Regions from separate parts of the Mus musculus genome. Here regions 1 and 3 are each linked to region 2. Evidence: chromatin contacts called from public HiChIP or PLAC-seq and capture Hi-C data. All regions are on one chromosome and are shown on one strand. The core of a region is the stretch at or near the end of the contact, and the rest is flanking DNA. Distances in the headings are between cores, read along the strand shown. Region 1 holds the start of Aff1 (AF4/FMR2 family, member 1). Region 2 overlaps Wdfy3 (WD repeat and FYVE domain containing 3). Region 3 overlaps Mapk10 (mitogen-activated protein kinase 10).

What was found. HiChIP or PLAC-seq counts read pairs in DNA pulled down with a chosen protein or histone mark. Capture Hi-C pulls out chosen DNA fragments and counts their contacts.
Region 1: an H3K27ac HiChIP or PLAC-seq map of embryonic stem cells shows a contact between it and region 2, with 6 times the contacts expected there. The contact joins the promoter of Aff1 here to the enhancer-like site in region 2. A contact is called at or near these places in 4 of 115 datasets of contacts at active chromatin or transcription factors (embryonic forebrain, embryonic stem cells, extraembryonic endoderm stem cells and 1 more) and 1 of 9 other capture datasets (embryonic stem cells).
Region 3: a capture Hi-C map of embryonic stem cells shows a contact between it and region 2, with 2.4 times the contacts expected there. The contact joins two enhancer-like sites. A contact is called at or near these places in 1 of 115 datasets of contacts at active chromatin or transcription factors (embryonic stem cells) and 1 of 9 other capture datasets (embryonic stem cells).

Annotation. Positions count from the first base shown.
Region 1 is chr5:103,752,550-103,756,095 of GRCm38.p6, reverse strand. Aff1 (AF4/FMR2 family, member 1) reads right to left here and starts at 1,934. Exons shown (of 20, transcript NM_133919.4): 1 at 1,751-1,934. The coding sequence starts at 1,767.
Region 2 is chr5:102,053,207-102,057,018 of GRCm38.p6, reverse strand. The region is part of intron 1 of Wdfy3 (WD repeat and FYVE domain containing 3); the gene reads left to right. Among named protein-coding and RNA genes, the nearest start is that of Wdfy3, 15 kb to the left of the region's middle. Within about 2 kb of position 1,613, at least 106 of the 459 cell types and tissues checked have an H3K27ac peak or open chromatin away from gene starts, as enhancers often do. A contact at or near this core is called in embryonic stem cells and pancreatic cancer cells, where this site is marked.
Region 3 is chr5:103,189,173-103,193,067 of GRCm38.p6, reverse strand. The region is part of intron 2 of Mapk10 (mitogen-activated protein kinase 10); the gene reads left to right. Among named protein-coding and RNA genes, the nearest start is that of Mapk10, 20 kb to the left of the region's middle. Within about 2 kb of position 1,282, at least 29 of the 459 cell types and tissues checked have an H3K27ac peak or open chromatin away from gene starts, as enhancers often do. A contact at or near this core is called in embryonic stem cells, where this site is marked.

The DNA of each region.
Region 1 (3,546 bases), core at 685-3,184, 1.7 Mb before region 2:
CAAGGTTCAAATCCCCATGCTCTGGCAGCTTTAACTATTTTATAAGAGGTACCTTAATCTCGGGCTGTATGCCAAGGGATCCTGAGGCAGCGTGATACATAAGGATACTTTCACAAGTAAATTATGTAATACAAAGGAAACAAATGATCTAGAAGAGTATCTACTAAAATACACCATTGACAAGGTAAGGACATAATAGTTTGGTTTGGTGGTGTTGAGACTGTTTCTCTGTGTAACAAACAACAGCTCTGGCTGTCCTGGAACTCTCCTTGTAGACCAGGCTTTCCCCAGAACTCACAGAGATCGCCCTGCCTCTGCCTTCTGAATGCTGGGATTAAAAGGTGAGCAAGGCTTTCCCCAGAACTCAGAGATCCTCCTGCCTCTGCCTTCTGAGTGCTGGGATTAAAGGCAAGTGCTGGGATTAAAGGCATGGGCAACCATATCCAGCTATAACATATTTTAATTACTAGCCATGAACGACAAACAGTTCCTTAATTTCAAGCAAATGGGAAACGTTAGAGATTGAAGACATCTGCAGTCACTGTAATATGAAAATCTACAGGTTCTGTTTGTGCTAAAAGCTAACGGTTGCTTTTTAGTTAAGATTTAGCAGAAGTTTGAGGTGCAACTTCTGTTCCCCTACTCCTCTGTCCCGTTAGGAACCCCTTCCTTCCAACACTCAATAAGATGAAGACACAACTAAGCCAAGTTGAGAGGATTAAACTTGTTTTTAAAGTAAGACACACTTAGAAGGTTTTCTGTTTAGAGAAGTTCCTTCTAGGAAGTTTTATCTCTTAGAAAAATTCAAGTTCTATCTACTCAGTCTCTAACGTTTACAAATCTACTGTTCTCCATGATCTTTAGACCTAAAATTACTAAAATTACCTCAGCTCAGCGTCCAGATATGTTACCAAATCACTATCCTAAATCAAGTATTAAGGCTAAAGAACATTTCCATAATTGTAAACTTGTGCAATCACACTGCCTTCTGGCATAAGTTTTGAAAAGGTTCGACGGGTCCTGTTTTCCGTAACCAACAGCTGTAGAGACCGAAGCGCGATGACACCCAACAGCCTCAATCTTGGGCACCGGTGTACGGCCAAGTTTTAAGGCTCCTTTCAAAACCTTCAAACCCGGGAGAAGGCAAGACTCGGTCCTTGCAGTACAGGGCACTCCCCTGACAGCAACTGCGGGTCATTAGCCAGGCTCCCCTTCACCAACCCAGCGCATTCCGGCCTTTGCCTACTCAGCAGATTCACTCTGACTGTGCCGTTTTATGTGGAATCGTACATTCTAGCAGGAAAAAAAAAAAAAAAAAAAAAAAAAAAAAAAAAAAACTATATTACTCACCAGGCTCCACCACTCTCTCGTGGGAGAATCCTCGTTTCCATTAAGTGCGCTTCCAAATTTCTTTGGAAGACGCCAAACCAGCAACGAGTAGAGCCGGAGGATTGTGCACAGGCACCTCAGTGAAAATCCAGGCTCCGGCAGGAGAGAAACCAACTTCACTTTCCGAAAATAACAGTTCTTCGGGCCAGAAGCGGAATCTTTAACCTTAACTTTCCGGGCGGTCCCTTTGCACTCGGTTCACACACTTTTCTACCCGACACTCAGGGATGAGATAGCAGTGATCCAGCCGCTGGCTTCCTGCGGTCCCCGCCCCCCCCCCCCGGCACTCCCACCCGCGCCGCCCTTGCCCCGGGCTCCGCGGCCACTCCCGGGTCCCAGACGCCCCCTGCGCAAGCCTCACCTGGAATGGGCTGCCATGGCTCGGCTCACACTGCCTGGCGTCCCAAATCCATCTGCGCGCTCGCCCCGCAGGCTCTCTCGCCCGCGCCGCTCTCAGCGTCGGCCGCAGCCGTCGGCGATACTGCCCCGCAGACTCTGCGCTCTCGGCAGCCGCGTCCTCAGCTCTGTGTCCTCAGCACCGCCTCCGCCCCCCGGAGCCTCGGCTCGCGCCGAGCCTGACGGACATCCGGGCACCGGGGGCAGCCGGGCGAGCCGCACCTCCCTGGAGCCCAGGGAGCGGCGATGCCCGCCGCCCCGGGGCACTGTCGGGTCACCAGAGACCAAGGGGTGCGTCCGCACCGCCCGCTGCGGGGTCCCGGCTCCCAGTTCGCCCGCACTTCGGGGGCGATGTGCGCGGCGCTGGGCTCCCCTCGAGGTGCCCGAGCTCGCCGGGACCCCCCCGCAGGCGCCGCGGTGGTACGGCCCGCCTCCTTTTAAGGGCAGCGCGCACCTCCGCCGCCGCCGCTGCCCCCAATTCGGCTGTGTTCAAACGCGCGCTACAGAGATCCCCGCGCTCGGGCTGGGACCTCAGGGTCCTGCTGCCGTGGGGATGTGCTGGGAGTGGGAGCATCGGATCACTGCCTTCGCTGCTTCTGGCCGCTGCTGCGGGGCTTGCCATCGGAAACATCAGGGATCGGCTAGCAACCCTTCTTCAACTTTGCTTTCAGTTTTGAAAGTGCCCAGAAACAAGTGTTTATACGACTTCCCTCTTCGAGGCAACATGCGATTACACAGAAGACAGCCATTCAGGGAAGTCCCCTAATAAATTAAAAGAATTGCTTCCCCTCCACCCCACCCCACCCCACCCCCCGCAAACAAAAACCATGATGCAAACCAACGTAAACGCTCGAAAGCACAATCGAAAATTGCGTCAACTCAGACACAGGAAAGACACCAGGCTTTGCCTGGGAAGCGGCTGAAAACAACGATGGGCAGAAAGGCAGGGAGAAGACTTAACAGGGGCATCCCGGAGGACCAGCCTGCTGCTGGAAGGACACTTTCTTGGTGCGCTCCGGGTTCGACCCGGGACTCACCACATTATATTGCTCATGTAACTGATTGCCCAGTTTCTAAATACCGCAAGTTTCCAGATTCCGGTAGTCCCTCTCAGAGGTCAGAACTACTTACATAAGAACACAAGACAAAGCTTGTCTTTCACTCCCCTGGCTTTAGCTCTGATGGTGGAGAACGACTGACGCCTTCGCAGGAATGAAGGCTGTGGTGGCAAGTGAGACAAGTTGCCAGACACTGCTTTCTCCACCACCTACAGTAGTAGTTTGGAGAACTCGTGTACTTTAGGAATGCCCTTGATGAACTAACTAGTCCTTTGAATTTTGACTCTGAAATGCGGGGTTTTTCCCTCTGTCTCTATGTCAGTCTCTCTGTCTCTCCTCCCTCCCTCCTCCTCCTTGTGACAAACGGGAAGTGCACAGAAAGCACTGTTCTGTTCTAAGCTCACAAGCACAGCACCAGTCCTGAAGATGAGTGTGAAGTGACTGGAGAGAGAAACCAACCAGAAACTAGCTGGTTTTTCATAGACCATGTCTCCTAGAGATAACAATTCGCACGCTTCTGACTTGGGCATCTGGCAAGTCTCTCTTCTAGGAAAACAACTTTCAGTGTTTATTGCAAAGATAAGGTTTTACCTTCAGAGCTATAGGGGAAGCTTGCTACAGGTGAGACAGTTTCCCATACTGTCAGACCAAGGTGAGAGGGAAGGACTCACTGCTTGACTTAAGGAGCAATGGGTTCCAAATG
Region 2 (3,812 bases), core at 364-2,863:
GAGAAGCATTAAGTAACTGCATCCTCTACTCTAGTATTTAGGAGAGAATTACAAGAGAAGGAAAGTTTCTAGTGTTCAGTGTAGATACCTTTGTAGTTTGTAGTGACAGGTATTGAATCCCAGGGCTCCCATGTCTAGGGAGACATTCTACCTCAAAACCGCATGCTGAGCCCCAGCCCCACCCTCCCTTATGTGCTTTCCAGCCAGGATTGGTTGAATCCATGGAATCCGAACCTACAGATACATAGTTTCAGCTTATACCTTTAAAGGTAACATAGTTTATTGGATACATGACAGATGTGCTTTGAGAATTTCTTTTAATATGTTAACTGAAGAATAAATTAGGTGACATATCTTTGGTCAAAATGAAAACATTGCTGGTTTGTTTCTTATTTTTTTTTTCTTCCCCTTTTTAATTTTGGAAGTTCTAGTGTTTGGAACATCTCTTTGCATTTCTTTTCGTTTTAAAAGTAGAATAGCACTGAAAGAATTTGGGGGATATTATGGAATGTAGGATTGCTTAAGGACAGTGGGGGAGCAGCAGGTGACAGGATTTAGGAGAGGGCTGATGCTTTCTTTCTGTGTGATGGGGTGGTCTGCCTCGGGTCAGTCACAGTGGATCCACAGGGTACCTAGTCTAGCTGAAGTATATCCTCAAAACCTACTCGGGAAAGAAAAATTTGGATTAGTAGTTAGTTGTGCAACAGTGTTAATGGGAATTGTCTCATAATATCCACTGTGTTCCCCACCTCCTTCTCCACAGACACCCAGATTAACATCTGACTCACGGAGTAAATAAATAAGATCAGCTACGCCCAGCTTGTCTTGGGTTACATAAGCATGCTGGGCTGGCATAGGTGTTCTAGAGCCTCTCAGAAGGAGATGGGGAGGCTGGGGAAGGCATGGCTGCTACGGAGAGTGCTTCAAGCCATGAGGTCGGTCACTGGCATGTACCCATGTGCTGTGACAGGGCTGTAGTCACGCTATCCTTTGCATTGAAGAGGGCGCCTTGCTTGGAATCAGTTGCTTGGAGGCGAGCTGTGTATCTTTAAAGAAAGATCCTGACTTCCTCTCTGTGGATTTTCATATATTTTGACTTCTTCTCATCTTTACTAGTTTTCTCTTCCCTCTGCTGGGGATCAGCCGTAAGGCTTGACACACAGGAGGAAAATTCCATAAGGGATATTTCCATTATTGTGATTATGATTATTAATTATTGATTATTGTTAAAGGAAGGAGATCTGTACTCTAGCCTCTCTTCTTGGTAGTCTGGTTGATGACCAGTTTAGCCAGACTTTACCCCAGAGTATACTTGTCATTTTGCATATTCTGAGTCACGTGTCTGAGAAGCAGCTCTCCTTTAGGAAGCACAATTGTAATGGAAACATTGTTTACACCCCTGCATCTAATTGTTCCTGGGTTCCTCCCAAGCAGTCTATGGGGTGAGTTGATGACCCAGGTCCCCCCCTCCCCCTTTTTGAATATTTTCTCCTCCTGATGGTTAGTTTCGGCAAGTCTGTGGGACAGATTTTTGATAAATGTTTGATGTGAAAGGCCCAGCCAACCAAAGATGATGTCACCTTTGTTGGTCCAGAGTCTAATGAGAAACTGGGTCGAGCAAGCTAAGAACAGGCCAGTAAGCAGCAGGCCTCTATGGAAGAGTCTCTGCTTCAGTGCCTGCTTTGGCTTCCCTCAGGGAGGCCCTACCCATACACATAAGTAGTAAAAATGCACTAGACAAGGTCCCTCTCTGGGAGGAGGCCCCCCCCCCCCAGGTCTCTGTGGGAGGTCTCTGCAGGGGACCAGTCTCTGGCTGGAAGCATCAGGGAAAAGGAAGCTGCGGTTGAAACTCTCCACACACTGACATTTGTCAGCATTTGCTCAGGCCAGGGGAACAAAAGTTTCCCTCATCTTGACCCGGGAAGGCACTGGGGTCCTGGACGTGGCCATGCTAGGTCAAACACTCTACATTGTCCCTGGACTTCATCTGCTTTGCACAGGGAAACATTATGGGAATATAAAATCAAATGAACTGCTTGAGGAAAGGGTGAGTGTAAATAGCAAGTGTGTGTATGAGGGGCGTTGTATAGTGTGCCTGTGGGTCCATAGCAGTCGGCTCCTGTCTGTACTGCACATGTGAGCGCAGGGTTCTCCCTGAGGGCAGGGTGAGTGGGTGACACACCTTTACTACCACCCGTGTTTATTAAGAGACCACTTAATATGCTGAAACTCTAAAGTCCATTGGATGCTGTTCCACACACGAGTGCGAGCCCTGTCTGCCCATTTAGATTATGAAGAATTAGCGCACAGCAGCCTCTGCTCCCAAATGTCCTTGGCTTCCTGCCTCACTGCTGTTTGGAGTTCTGGATTCAGCTTGTTACACTTGTCCCACAGCTCTGGCCTCTCGGGGCCTCGGGCAAATACACATACTTTCCTCTCCAAATCTTGGCTACTTGGTATTTATTGCTTATACCGTAGAGGACCTCATTTCCTGTTGGTTCTTTAGATGGGTATCATGCTAATAAAGAAAGCCAGGGACCAGAACAACTACAGCAGGACTATTCTTGTGAGAAAATAGAATTTTGATAAAAATGGTGGGAATTCCATTTAAAGGTACTCGTGGGCTTAGAAGTCTAATGAGTTTTAGTTATTTATTCATATATTTGTTTTATTTTATTTATTTGACACAGGCTCTCACTATGTAGCGTACTGGCCTGGAATGAATTCTCTATGTAGACCAGGCTGGTCTCAAGCTCACAGAGACCCTATCTCTGCCTCCAGAGTGCTGGGATGAAAGGAGTGAGCCACCATGCTGCAATAAAAAGACGTCAGCATTGATGCACAGAGACATTGATTTCTGTGTGTACATTATCTTATCACGTTTACCTTGTCGGTTCTGTGTCATGATTTCTGCTAAAACTTAGATATCAGACCGTCATCTCAATATTCAACAGTAGAATCTTTTTTTTTACAAAATGTAATGTAGTTATATTCTCTCTCTCTCTCACACACACACACACACACACACACACCACTTTTTTCCCCTCTTTATTTATAAGCTATAGTCTAGTGGTTGAAAAATAATATAACTTGTCCTGGAAACACCCAGCAATCCCTCTTGTATCATGTCATTGTTTTAATCATGAAGAATTTCAGTTTCACACCATTTAGAATGTTTTCTTTTCCTTTCTGTTTATCTAGTTGTTGTATTTCTAAATTTTGCATGTTTTCTTTTCATGACAACTTCAATTTATTTGTTTTTGGCCAAAGTTTCATAGCTGGTGAGATGGCTGGTGGTACACAGGATGGGTCAGACTGAGGGATGTGTGTTACAGCCAATGTAGCCAAGTGCAGGTGCTAAGGGGGCCTCCTTGGTACGCCATGCCAGAGGCAAACCAGCGAGAATGGTGCAGTCAGCTTCTTGTTCTTGGGAAATCAGGTGAGGACACATGGAGTGTCTCTATAGTGGCCACTAGCTAGCTTTTTCTATATCATGGGCTCTGGGTTATGGCTTGCAACCACTCTTTAGGTTTAGGACTGGTAATTGAAAGTCAAATTGGTCCTAGTCTTTGGAATGGTTGAGACAGAGACTAGAGTAGAGCCTGCAGAAAACAAGTGAACAAACAAACAAAACAAAACAAAACAAAACAAGCTAACAACAAAAAAACCAACCAACCAACCAACCAACCAACCAAACCCTCCAGAAGTTTGCTTCTAATGACTTAGCTCTGAACAGGGTTAGGGTAGTGAAGGAGGAACAGATAGCAACAATGTAACAATGTAACAGAGCTAGGAGCGGGGAGGAGGAGACT
Region 3 (3,895 bases), core at 33-2,532, 1.1 Mb before region 2:
ATGTGCATATGTGTGTGCGCGCGCACATGCACATGTTCATGTGTGTATGTATGCGTATCTATGTGAGTATGTGCGTATGTGTGTGGGTGTGTATATATATATATGAATTCTGTATTAATTGGTCAGTAGTTAATTCAGGGCCTCATACTTGAACATCAACATTCTGAAGAATACATGCAGATTCTTACATTTTACTTATCTTTTCATGTGTTCTAGTTGGCCTTTTTTTCATCATCCAGTAAAGGCAAACAGATACTTGTTTCAGCCATGAATATAGAGAATCCAATAACTTTGCTCTATTGACTAGTTATCCCTCCTATAGTAGATTTCCACAAAATTGTCCTATGAAGAAAATTTGCTTCTACCTTCTTTTAAAAACTATTTTTTATTAATAATTTGAGAATTTCATATGTGGTATTGATTTAGTCACCTCTCTAACTCCTCCCAGATCCCCTGACTCCCTACCCACCCAACTTTGCATTCTCTTTCTCTGTTTTTGAAAACCATTGAGTCCAATCTGTATTGCCCAACTGCTCTTGAGTATGGCACTGACCGTATGCTGCGTTGAACCTATGATTAAAACAAAAGCTAATTTTCTCCTTCCAGCAGCTATCGAGTGCCATTGGATCCTTTGCTGGCAAAGGAACCTTCAATTTTGAGTCCTGTGATTTTCTTTTTGAAGATCCACAATAGTATGCATCTCCATATTGATCAAGCGTCTCTAAAATGTTGAAAGGACCTTCCTATGCAATGACTGGTCCACCCAGCTCTCCATGGGACATATACCATGTCCTTGGTATGTAGCATTGAGGCTTGGTGGGACTAGGCTTCCAACGACGACCTTAGTTCTGCTTACCAAGTCAAGGCTCATTTTCCTAATCTGCACAAAGATGCTAAGAGTTGACTAATTCTGCCAGTGAGTGTTCTAACTGAGCATCCTATCAGTTACTAGCCATTAGGCACTGGGAGGCGATAGTCTTACTTTCTTGTGGGTTTTGCCTAAATACATGATTGGTAGGTTCTCTTCTTTGTAGCCGCTGTATGGTGAGTGACTACCTTGTCTGTATTATATCTAACTTCTTGCGGACAGGAGTGAAATGAAGGTTTGCTTCCCATGAAAAGTTGATCCCTCTTTGTTAACAGTAAATCATATCCTTTTTAAATTATCTAGAGGGGTTGAAAAGGGCTACTGAAAACAGCTGCTAGTGAAAGTGGCAGGAAGATCGGATAGGAATGCTAATGAGAAGCATTAGCATTTCTTCTGCCCCCTCCTCCAAGGCTCCTGCAGTTCAGTATTTCTCTTAGTCATGCTGGCTCAGAGACTTGAGATGAACCTCGAGGCAGGAGTACTCAGTAAATCGTGATCCTTTGTCTCTGGTGGGAGTTCATAGAGGTCAGAATCCAGGACCTCGCTTTCATTTACCTTTTTGTATGAGATGAGGATATTGTGACCATGTTCTAGATGTGTAATGTTGGCTGTGTTACCTAATGTTTTACTCTCATTTTCTTTTTCTTTATTTTTCATTTGTAAAATAGGAACATTAATTGTACTACTTTCAAAAGAATTAATTGAAGAAAGAGAGATACAGGGTATCTAGGCAGAGGAAGGCAGAGAGAGAGAGAGAAGTAGAGGAGGAGTTGAGGCCGGCCATGTGGAGAGAGGGAGGAATGGAATGGGGAAGGGGTGAGGGGACAGAGTAGGAGCTAGAAGGAAAGAGCAAGAGAAAAAGAGAGGGAGGAAGGGGCAAGCAGCCCCTTTTATAGTGGGTCAGGCCTACCTGGTTGTTGCCAGGTAACTGTTAGATAGTTAACTGTGTTAGACAGAATGCTAACATTCCCCCATTTTGTTTTAATTAAAAAAGAAAAAAAATGGAAGAGCAGTGATGGCAAAGCAGGAATAGGGTCGTTGTGATATCTGGCTACTTCCAGCTGGCTTTGGGAGGGCAACATGTCTCTAGGGAACCTAGAAGAATGGGTATGGGGGATGCTTGTCCAGTCTTAGGAGAGTTGGCTGTTTCCTGCTGTCCAGGGTCTGTGGAGCCATCTGAGGACAGGTCAGAGGGAACAGGTCCTGGAGCATCTGGAGTCTGCTTCTCTGGAGCTGTCCTAGATGTAGCAAGCGCCTGGACTTGACAAGATGCTGAAACACACATACGTATTTATTATAGATAGAGATTAAGTACGTTTGGAAGAAAGACATTTTTTTTCTTAAGATGTACATTTGAAAATCAGAGGAATCACCGTCTGTAATAGGTCATAAGTGGGAATTTTAGGCAGATGTACTTATCCGGATGGAGTCTATCTGGTCCATGAGAGGTGGATCTGAGTGGGTTTCCTGTAGCTCATAAGTTTACAAAAGAGATAATAACATGAGGTAACAAGTTAACATTTTGGGCATAGAGTTAGACTTGATTACTGTTTAAACATCAACCTTCTCAATGATACCACCCTTTAGAACAGTTCCTCATGTTGTGGTGGCTCCCAACCATGAAATTATTTCTGTTGCTACTTCATAACTGCAATTTTGCTACTGTTATGGATTATAATATAACTATTTGATAGCCAAACGGTCTTAGTTGACCCCCTGAGAACGGGTCATTGAAGCCCAAGGGGGTTGTGAGCCACAGGTTGAGAACCACTGGCCTAAAACATTTGCTGCCTTGGTAATTCAGTGTCCTTTGTGATCTTTTTGAAAAATTGGAAATAATTTTACAAATAGCAGTAATAATGTCTTCTTCACAGCCTTCCTAGGAGGAAGAGGTGGAAAGTGCTTGGTCTAATTTCTCATGGGATTATTAGATAATTTTGCATTCCTGAAGGCTGATTGTTAAGTAGTAATTAGAAAAAAAATGCTTGTAGAAGTTACTTTTGCGGCAGGTGATATCTGAGGTTATCACATGTGTGACCTCATTTGTGTCTTGCCAAGTCCTTGCATGCTTCACTGTAGGAGCTCTAACTAGGAGGATGAAGGAATGAGAAAGGACAGACATGTGGATACAGAAAAGATGGGATTGGGTGATCTGGATCTCACATGGGAAAGCCTCCACATCCTTGAAACTCCCAGTGTTTATTGTACACAGTTGAACAGGGGATGGGGTTATTGCATACAGTGAACAAGGAGACAGGTTTAGTTAGTCTCAGTGGGAACAGCGTGTGTAGGGTGACAGCCTTCAGGCTGTGACACCCAAGGGTAGGAAGCTAACATAGACATTTTCTGCACACACTGCCAACATTTGCACTTGTTCCCGAGGAAAGCCTTGCTATCCAGAGCCTCACCTGGGGAAGGCTTTGCCACTTCCATGGGTCTGAGGCACAGGGATCCTTGGCACGGCCCTATCCGTCACTAGCACATATTCACTCAGGGATTCCTCTGCACCCCACAGTCTCTCACAGTTCCTCTTTATGAACAGGGTGCTGTTGTTGCCCCTATTTCTGAAGTCCAGTGCCCTGCCTGTTGTGGCACAGTGCCCACCTTGTCTTTATTTTATAGATGAATGAGTTTAGGCACAGAAGGGAAGGTCCAAAGCACTGGGGGTGGGGTATGGTGGTAGAATAGAATTCATGCTGCTTTGCTCAATGGAAATAATGACCAGATCTGATTGTAATATTTGCAGAATGTAACTTGACCCTTAGTCTAATGACCAAGGTTTTGGTTGTGTCCTGGCCTCTTCTAGTCCCTAACTGTAGGGGTAGTTACCAGTCTTTAAAATGAAGAATCCCTAGTAACATAAGAACTAAAACAGAGAGACAAGTGTGGGTGTGGCAGGGAATACTCCAGCTTTCCACCAAGACCAAAAGCTGGTTTAGAGGAAAGGGTTGAACTGGGCTTTGAACCATCTCTTCCAGCCCCGTTTAGCTTCAATCCCTTCTCCTCTTTCTTGCTGCTCCCCTTAGT